Linked DNA regions of Danio rerio: region 1 is linked to region 2. Evidence: chromatin contacts called from public HiCAR-type data. All regions are on one chromosome and are shown on one strand. Each heading gives the region's core, a stretch centred on a gene start, on an enhancer-like site or on the middle of the called end of the contact. The rest is flanking DNA. Distances are from core to core; before and after follow the strand shown.

Region 1 (4,051 bases), core at 415-2,914, 120 kb before region 2:
TACCATCGCACAGCTAGTAAAACATTCAGAAATGTAAGTTGGTATTTTGGTCTTGTACAAAAGTGTTTGTGTATGATACTGTCATTTTACCATGGTACATTCTGTAAGTTTGAGATGAATGCAACAAAGAAAAAAAACATGTATTACTCCATTTTAGGACATTTACCATGGTATATTTTAACCATTGTACTGCTATGATAAAACATTCAGAAATGTAAGTGGGTATTTTGGTTATGCATGATGGTGTTAGTGTATGATACTGTCATTTTACCATGGTACATTCTGTAGGTTTGACATGAAATGTTTATGGACGTGTAACAAATATTGAAGTACCATGACATGAAAAAACAAGGTGGTGCCTTGGAAAGCTGGAAATACCATGTTTTTGGACATTTACCATGGCACATTTCCAACCATCACACTGCTGAAGTAAAACACCCAGTATTTACCATGTAAAGTTATGATGTCTTAAGAAATAAGTCCATATTATAGTCATCCAGCTAAAATGATTAACACATTGTAAATGTACATATCAACCATTGCACTGCTATAATAAAGCATCTAGAAATGCAAGTGGGTATTTGGGTCTTGTATGATGGTGTAAGTGTATGATACTGTGATTATACCATGGTACATACTGTAAGATTGAAATGAAAGCAACAAATAAAAAATAATTACATCTACCATGGTAAATTTCCAAGTTCTGTCATAGTAGTATGCTACTTTATCATCACACAGCGATAGTAAAGCATCAGCAAATGTAAGTGGGCATTTTGGTCTTGTACCATGGTGTCAATACTGAAGTACCATGACATGAAAAAACACGGTGGTGCCATGTAAAGTTGTGATGCAATAAATCCATATTATATTCATCCTGCTAAAATGATGGTGACACAATGGAAATTTGAGTAGGCGATGTTTTTGGACATTTACCATGGTACAGCATGAAGCAATGTAAGAGGGTATTTTGGTTTACACCATGGTGTTACTGTATAATATTGTCATTTTGCCAAGCTACATTCAGTAATATTGAGAAAAAGCAACAAAAACAAGTATTACCCTGCTTTAGGAAATTTACCATGGTAAATTTCCAAGTTTTGTCACAGTAGTATGTCATTTGATCATCACACAGCTGTATTTAAACATCAAGAGATGTAAATAGGTATTTAGTCTTGTACAATTGTGTTAGTGTGTGATACTGTCAATTTACCATGGTAAATACTGTACGTTTGAGATGAAATGTTTATGGACGTGTACTGAAGTACCATTTGAAAGTTATGGTTCCGTAATGAACAAGTCCTGCTAAAATGTTAATAACTCAATAGGCTGGTGTTTCCACGAAGATCTTACCTCTTGACCCGGATGATCTGGTCCCTCATGGGCTTGATGTCCTGGAAGCTCTGCTGGTTGACCAGGCTGTAGACCAGGATGAAGCCCTGCCCGTTCTTGATGTAGAGATCCCGCATGGACGCGAACTGCTCGGTGCCGGCCGTGTCCAGGATCTCCAGCACCGACGGCGACGAGTCCACCTCGATCTCCTTGCGGTAGAAGTCTTCGATGGTCGGGTCGTACTTCTCGATGAAGGTCCCGGTCACGAACTGCACGGTGAGCGCGGATTTGCCGACCCCTCCGCTGCCGAGCACCACCACCTTATACTCGCGCATTGCGCCGCGAGCGGATCCGACGAGACGCGCGCGTTGTGGAGCCCAGCTAACAGCGGTGTGACTCGCCTTGAATACTGCAGAAGTGGAGCAGACGCGGAGCCATGGCTGACTGTATTACAACGCTCACCACAGAGACAAATAACACAGGCGCACAAAGAGCCAATGCGCGGACTTCATGGCATCTGCAAGCGCCTATTAGAGCCAGACATCTGCTTGAAGATGTAACCTCTAGAAACGCGATGCGCGAGCATGTTTAGCTTGATGAAACGCGTAAAGATGAGCATTACGCGTCGCGTCAGCGCGTAATTTGGAGAGCTTTAAGGATACTGCTGCATTCCTGAATAGGAGATGCACGCTATTCTGCATCTTCCAGCATACTCAACCGCCATACTCTCGGGTGGAGACCTTCTGAAGCCACGGATCACGCATCTAGGATAGGAGTTTTGCAGCGGGATTGATGGATTGCGCGTGCAATAGGAGCGCTGTGAGCCACGCCTGTCGCTCTAAATAAGGCAATGTTGTGCGTTGTGGGCGGGACTTCCGCTTTTTGCATCAGCCACGCGACCAATGAGAGGCGGTGCCAAGGAGCGTGTCAATAAACGAAGCTGGGATGCTGTTCCTATGGCAACAGCGCGTCGCCTGCATCAGCACCTGAAATAGAAAGCAACAGGGATGCGGCCATTGTGTGCGCTGACGGAGGCTGAGCGTCTGCATCACTTCAGTCTGCAGTGCTTTAGATCTTTTTGCTCTGCTAGAAAGTCAACACTGCGTCTGTCGGTTTGTACATGAAACATGTTGCTCGAGCAGTGGAGGTTTTGTTATCTAACACAAAGACATTCAAACATTCCTGCAGCACATCCTTATGTAATCTCATACACAGATGAGTGTGTGTGTGTGTGTGTGTGTTATGCAGCGCTTCTTACCTCCTAAATTATCCATCTCCACATGTGGAGGTCTGCAGGTTTCATTAGAGAGCGACAGCAGACGTGAGTCTGGCTTGAGTTACATCAGTGGTAAATCATATCTATTATGCATCAGCAGTTCACTGGGTACACACACACACACACACACACACACACACACACACACACACACACACACACACACACATGGTATTGTAAGACTGTCATAATAAATGCACATGAAAAATGTTACATTCAAGTATATATTATTCACTTCATATTGTTCAGTGTTCAGTGTGTGTGGTTATTAGTCTCGGTGTACAAGCTCGGCACTTTAAACTAGCACACAGTTGGCTGTAAAAATATACAAAGACACTAATGATTGTGTACTCTCTGCTTTGTCTGTGTCCGAGTCGTACATGTACGGCTGAATGCTGATCCTCTCACTCATGTTGCTTCTCTCTGTCTGTTGCCAAACCGAGCAAGGGAGCTCTTGGCTCCGCCCCCTTGTTACATAGGGCGGGAATTTGAAACTAATTTTCATGTGAAGAAACACGCCCCTAAAACAGCGAGCTGTGTACACGCTCCCCAACATGACACTCTTGAACACATTATATTCAAAACATCTGAACTGTGTTTTGATCTGAACCTAAACTGGCACACTCAGAACAACCATAATAATAAATTATAAAAAAGGGGTAAAGTATGTGCCCTTTAAAAAACTGATAACATAAAAAAGCATAAAAGAGGTATGTGTATGTGTGTTTCCCTGTACTGGGTTGCAGCTGGAAGGGCATCCGCTGTGTAAAACATATGCTGAATTAGTTGCCGGTTCATCCCGCTGTGGAGTCCCCTGATTAATAACGAGACTATAAGATAAGGGAAAACAAATGAACATAAAGCAAAATTAAGGCGCGTTTAAAACAATTTAAGACCTGCAAGACAACATTTCAGTGACTTTAAGACCTTTTAAGACCTGTTTTTGGACATTTAGGACATTTTAAGACCCCGCGGACACCCTGTAAAACTACTAATGAACAGCTCATATCTTAACAAGAGGCAGGTAAGGAGTAGGCCCACATGGATTCTACTCACGCAGAAATCCCCAGATTTTTAGCCTAGCATTGAGTCTATTTATTTACTTGTGTAAATTTATATTTATTCAGTTTTAATTTCATGAATATTTTTGTGATATAATAATAATAATAATAATAATAATAATAATAATAATAATAATAATAAAATGCTCATTTGATTCATTTACAATACAGTTTATAAGTTATATTTTCTGTCTTACTGTCTGGTATTTTACAGTTGAAGTCAGAATTATTAGCCCCATTTATTATTTTTTTCCCCGTTTTCTGTTTATTGGAGAGCAGATTTGTTATGGACATTTCTAATCATAATAGTTTTAATAACTCATCTCTAATAACTGATTTATTTTATCTTTGTCATGATGACAGTAAATAATATTAGACTAGATAT
Region 2 (4,111 bases), core at 209-2,708:
TAATATCAGTACTGTAGTAGGGTTAGCCTTTGCAAGGGTCTCATTCACTGAGAAAACGTCAGACGCGACGTAGCTAAACAATGACACACAGCAAGCTCGTGACGCGTCGACAGCTGCGTTTATAATGGAATCGTTCTAGTAGTTGTGTGTGTGTGTGTCTGTGTTGGTGATGATGGTTATAATAATGAACTAGTTGTTGTGATCTCACGTGCTCGGCGCGCGCGCACGGGGTGTGGCGCGCGGTTTGGGAGCGGTTTCATGACAAGACTAGCCTAGATGGGAGAACCATATGTCAAACTGTAGACTCTCCGGACAGAAATACAGCATATTCGCGGATTATTGATCAACTGGGTTAATATATTCGGTTAAATTCTCCTCACGCAGCTATGATGACGAGGGGAAAAGATCCAGCAGTCTGAAGTAACGTTAACGTTAGAAAGATAGTGCCAACTCATCGTCATCATCATTTATATATTACACAACTCTAATAAAGTGGCTATTTATAGACGATAAATTCGGATGATATTTATTCTAATACACTAAACAACACTCAAACACAAACTGAAATCAAAACTGAGTTTACAGATTTGATTAGCATTTAGCGTCCGAGTTATGATTATCAACATTTATATACCTTTACTAAATTAAAAATAAACTCTTATTCAGTCGTGACATCATTAATCGCGCGAAAACTCGCATGACGGTTTATAACTGACGTGATTTATTCGGTTAATTCACCTCACGAAGTGCCAGAGCGGTGACGCGGGAAAAGGCACCGTCTGTCATATAAAACAACCATAAAAATAATCTGTCAACTCACATTTTTCATGGATTATTATTATTAACTCATACTAAATATCAAACTACGCTATTTAAACGATGCTTTTACGGCCCAGCACGCGTGCTTTTTTCGTCTAGCGTCATATCGTAGTTGTTTTATCTACATATTCACACTTGTGACGCTCGATTGTGCACTTTTATTATTGTGATGTATTAATAACATCTCTCGAAAACAAGGAAACACGACGTTACGTTAACTAAACCCGTGTCGACATCACTGAGCGACGAATCCAGCGCTAGCTAAACACGCTCTCTCAGACTGCAATAAACAAACACTGTACTGACATTAAACATAGTATATGTATCGATGATAAACATTTAAACATCGCTTGAAATAGGTTTAAATTGTACATGTCGCTTACCTGGTTACCATGACCAGCCGCTGCCGTGTTCTTGACCACAAATCACGCAGACGGCAAAAGCAGAGCTCGATGGAAACTGCCTCGCTGATGAAAATGACTCGTTAAGTCAACAGAACTAAGGCTTGCTTTACAACCGAAGCGAACATTCTCGTCGGTCCAGGCGAAAACGCGGTTTGTCAGGCAAGTGGTTTGCGTTTTCACGCCAAACCCAAGTTAGTTAGTTTACCAAAAAGCTGGTCGTGCAACAAGCTGCTCTGACAGCTCGTGGGAGGAGGGACCAAGTCATGTGACTCCAAAGGGGGTGCTTTCTACTTTATAAACCTCAAATGTGTCTTAAAATTAATATGAATTCATATTTATTTTAATGTATGCAACACACGATTTCTAAAAGCTGTTTATGATGCTAAGTGAATCGAATTTAATCAGGGAAATCATCACGCTATTAGTTTACACCCTCCCCTATTTACAGTGTGAGATGGTGTGGTCCGAATGAATGTCAGGAGCCCAGGGAAGGGCAAGGGTCTGCTTGTTGCCTGGAAACACGAGTGAATCTCCCGAGGGCCCCGTGGATTTGGGCTCCAGCGCTGCGAAATCAACAAGCTGAAGGCCTGATTTTACATCTCTAATAGTGACGATCGCATTCAGAAGACTGGAAACGTGACTGTTTACATGTCAATCCACTGAGTGAGAGGGCTGTAATATTAGCAAAGTTATTACTTTTAGACTGAAAGCCGGAAGTGCTTAATTGAACAGTAATGGCTGCCATTTTGAAAATGAGTTTGGAAAATATAATAATAAAGCTGCTTGTTGAATATATATAGCTATTGGGTGTAGGGTTTAAGTACTTTGCCCATTAGGCATGATAGTCAAAGTGTTTGTTAAAGTGTTATAAGCTAATAACTACACTGTAAACATGTATACAATCAAAAATGCATGACAAAATGTGTTATTTTAACATATTACTTTTAGTATGAAGACTAGAAGTGCATAATTAAAAAGTAATGACTGCCATTTTTAAAAGATAAGGCCTTTAGGGGTGGGTTTATCTACAATAAAATGTCAAAATCATGAAATCTCTGTGAAACACTAAACAGAACTATGGAAAATGTATGCAAATGTAATCATAAACCTGCTTGTTGGTAATCAAAGTGTTTGTTAAAGTGTTATAAGCTATTAACTACACTGTAAACATGTATACGATCAAAAAGGCATGACATGTATTACTTTAACTTATTATTTTATGGTTGAAGATTGGAAGTGCATAATTGAAAGGTAATGGCTGCCATTTTCAAAATTAGGCCTTTAGGGGCAGTTTTATCTGCAATAAATGGTAAAAATCATGACGTCTTTGTGAAACATTAAACAATACAATAGAAAACATATGCAAAACGTAATCATCAATCTGGGGTGGGTTTACTTGAGATTATACTACAGCATTAAAATGGAAAAAAGTCTCTGTGAATTACTGAAGAGGAAAATTATATATGCAAACTAGATGCAAAACATAATCATAAATCTGCGTGTAAGATATCTAGCTGTAGGGTGTAGAGTTCAAGTAGGGATTTTAGTGTTATAAGCTATTAACTACACTGCAAAAATTGAAATGATCTCTAAAAGTCATGACAAAATTTGTTTTAATGTTACTTTTAATACTCAAACTTTATTTATTTTCAGGTAGGCCTATAATTAATAAACCATTAGCTAACTTTTCCCTCAATAAACTCCTAAATTGCTTATTAATGAACTGAAATTTTTAATCATTTTACATCTTAATGATGACGTTACCATGTACATCTTTCCAAAAATAAAATTTTAATTATAATAAAAAATAACATTATAAAAATGTTACAATATTTACTATTGTTTTTATATGAAATTAAAACAAAAATATATATAATTTAAAAATAAATTATTTAATAATTAAAGAATAATTATTATAAATTGTGGGAAAACACTACAGCTTGCGTTGCATTATTCACTATTCATTATTTTTATATAAAATTAAAATATGAAAAATAAGATTTAATTAAAATAAAAATTATATAATACTTTTTTGCATTATTTACTAGTTTTTGCAATTAAAACAAATATATATATATATATATATATATATATATATATATATATATATATATATATATGTATATATATAATTAAAAAACATATAATAATAAATAAATTAATTAATTAATTAATAAATACATTAATTAATTTAAATAACAATAATAATAATAATAATAATAATAATAATAAATTGTGAGAAAACACTACAGCCAAAAAGTCAAAATGTAAAGTGATAAACACACTTGAAAAATGTAGTGTAAATACTGATGACTAGTTATTCAGTAATGTTAAATAAGGTATTTTATTCATATACAACCTGAGTTTAATTTACATGTTAGCACTTTGGCAAAACCGGCTAAACATTATAATAGCAAATAATCAAACAAGAACCGCATAAAGCAATAAATGCTAATCTCTTACGGGCACATAATGAAGAAAACTAATAACCTTAAAGTGAAAACAGCCACTGCAGATAAGCTGCTTTGTGTTTTGCTTGGCGTTCCCTGTTGGAAAGAAATAGATGTAAGCTATAAAGATGTATTTGTTTCCCAGCTCATCTATTTCCACTTGAGAAATTGCATTTTTCTTGGGTTTCATCTACAAAATACCTCACTTTCCAAAGGTTTTGCATGGGATAAGAGACTGTTTGCACACTTTCCCATGCAGGGAACTGAAAAATCTTTTACTTTAGAAGCACAAACAGCTAATGATGAAAACAGCACCTATCTGAGGTAAGAATCGTGATGCATTAGCACTTGTGTAAACCCAGGAGAAACTCATTAGGTTGGCAGATCTTCAATTAACTGGTGACTTAAATGGCAGCTTTAGTGAAATAAATCATCAGA

What was found. HiCAR-type assays count read pairs that join an accessible place to other places.
Region 1: a HiCAR-type map of caudal fin shows a contact between it and region 2, with 4 times the contacts expected there. The contact joins the promoter of rap2ab here to the promoter of mbnl2 in region 2. A contact is called at or near these places in 2 of 4 datasets of contacts at active chromatin or transcription factors (caudal fin and embryo).

Annotation. Positions count from the first base shown.
Region 1 is chr1:2,959,174-2,963,224 of GRCz12tu, reverse strand. rap2ab (RAP2A, member of RAS oncogene family b) reads right to left here and starts at 1,664. Exons shown (of 2, transcript NM_001145705.1): 1 at 1,351-1,664. The coding sequence starts at 1,664.
Region 2 is chr1:2,838,036-2,842,146 of GRCz12tu, reverse strand. mbnl2 (muscleblind-like splicing regulator 2) reads right to left here and starts at 1,458. Exons shown (of 6, transcript NM_001161671.1): 1 at 1,203-1,458.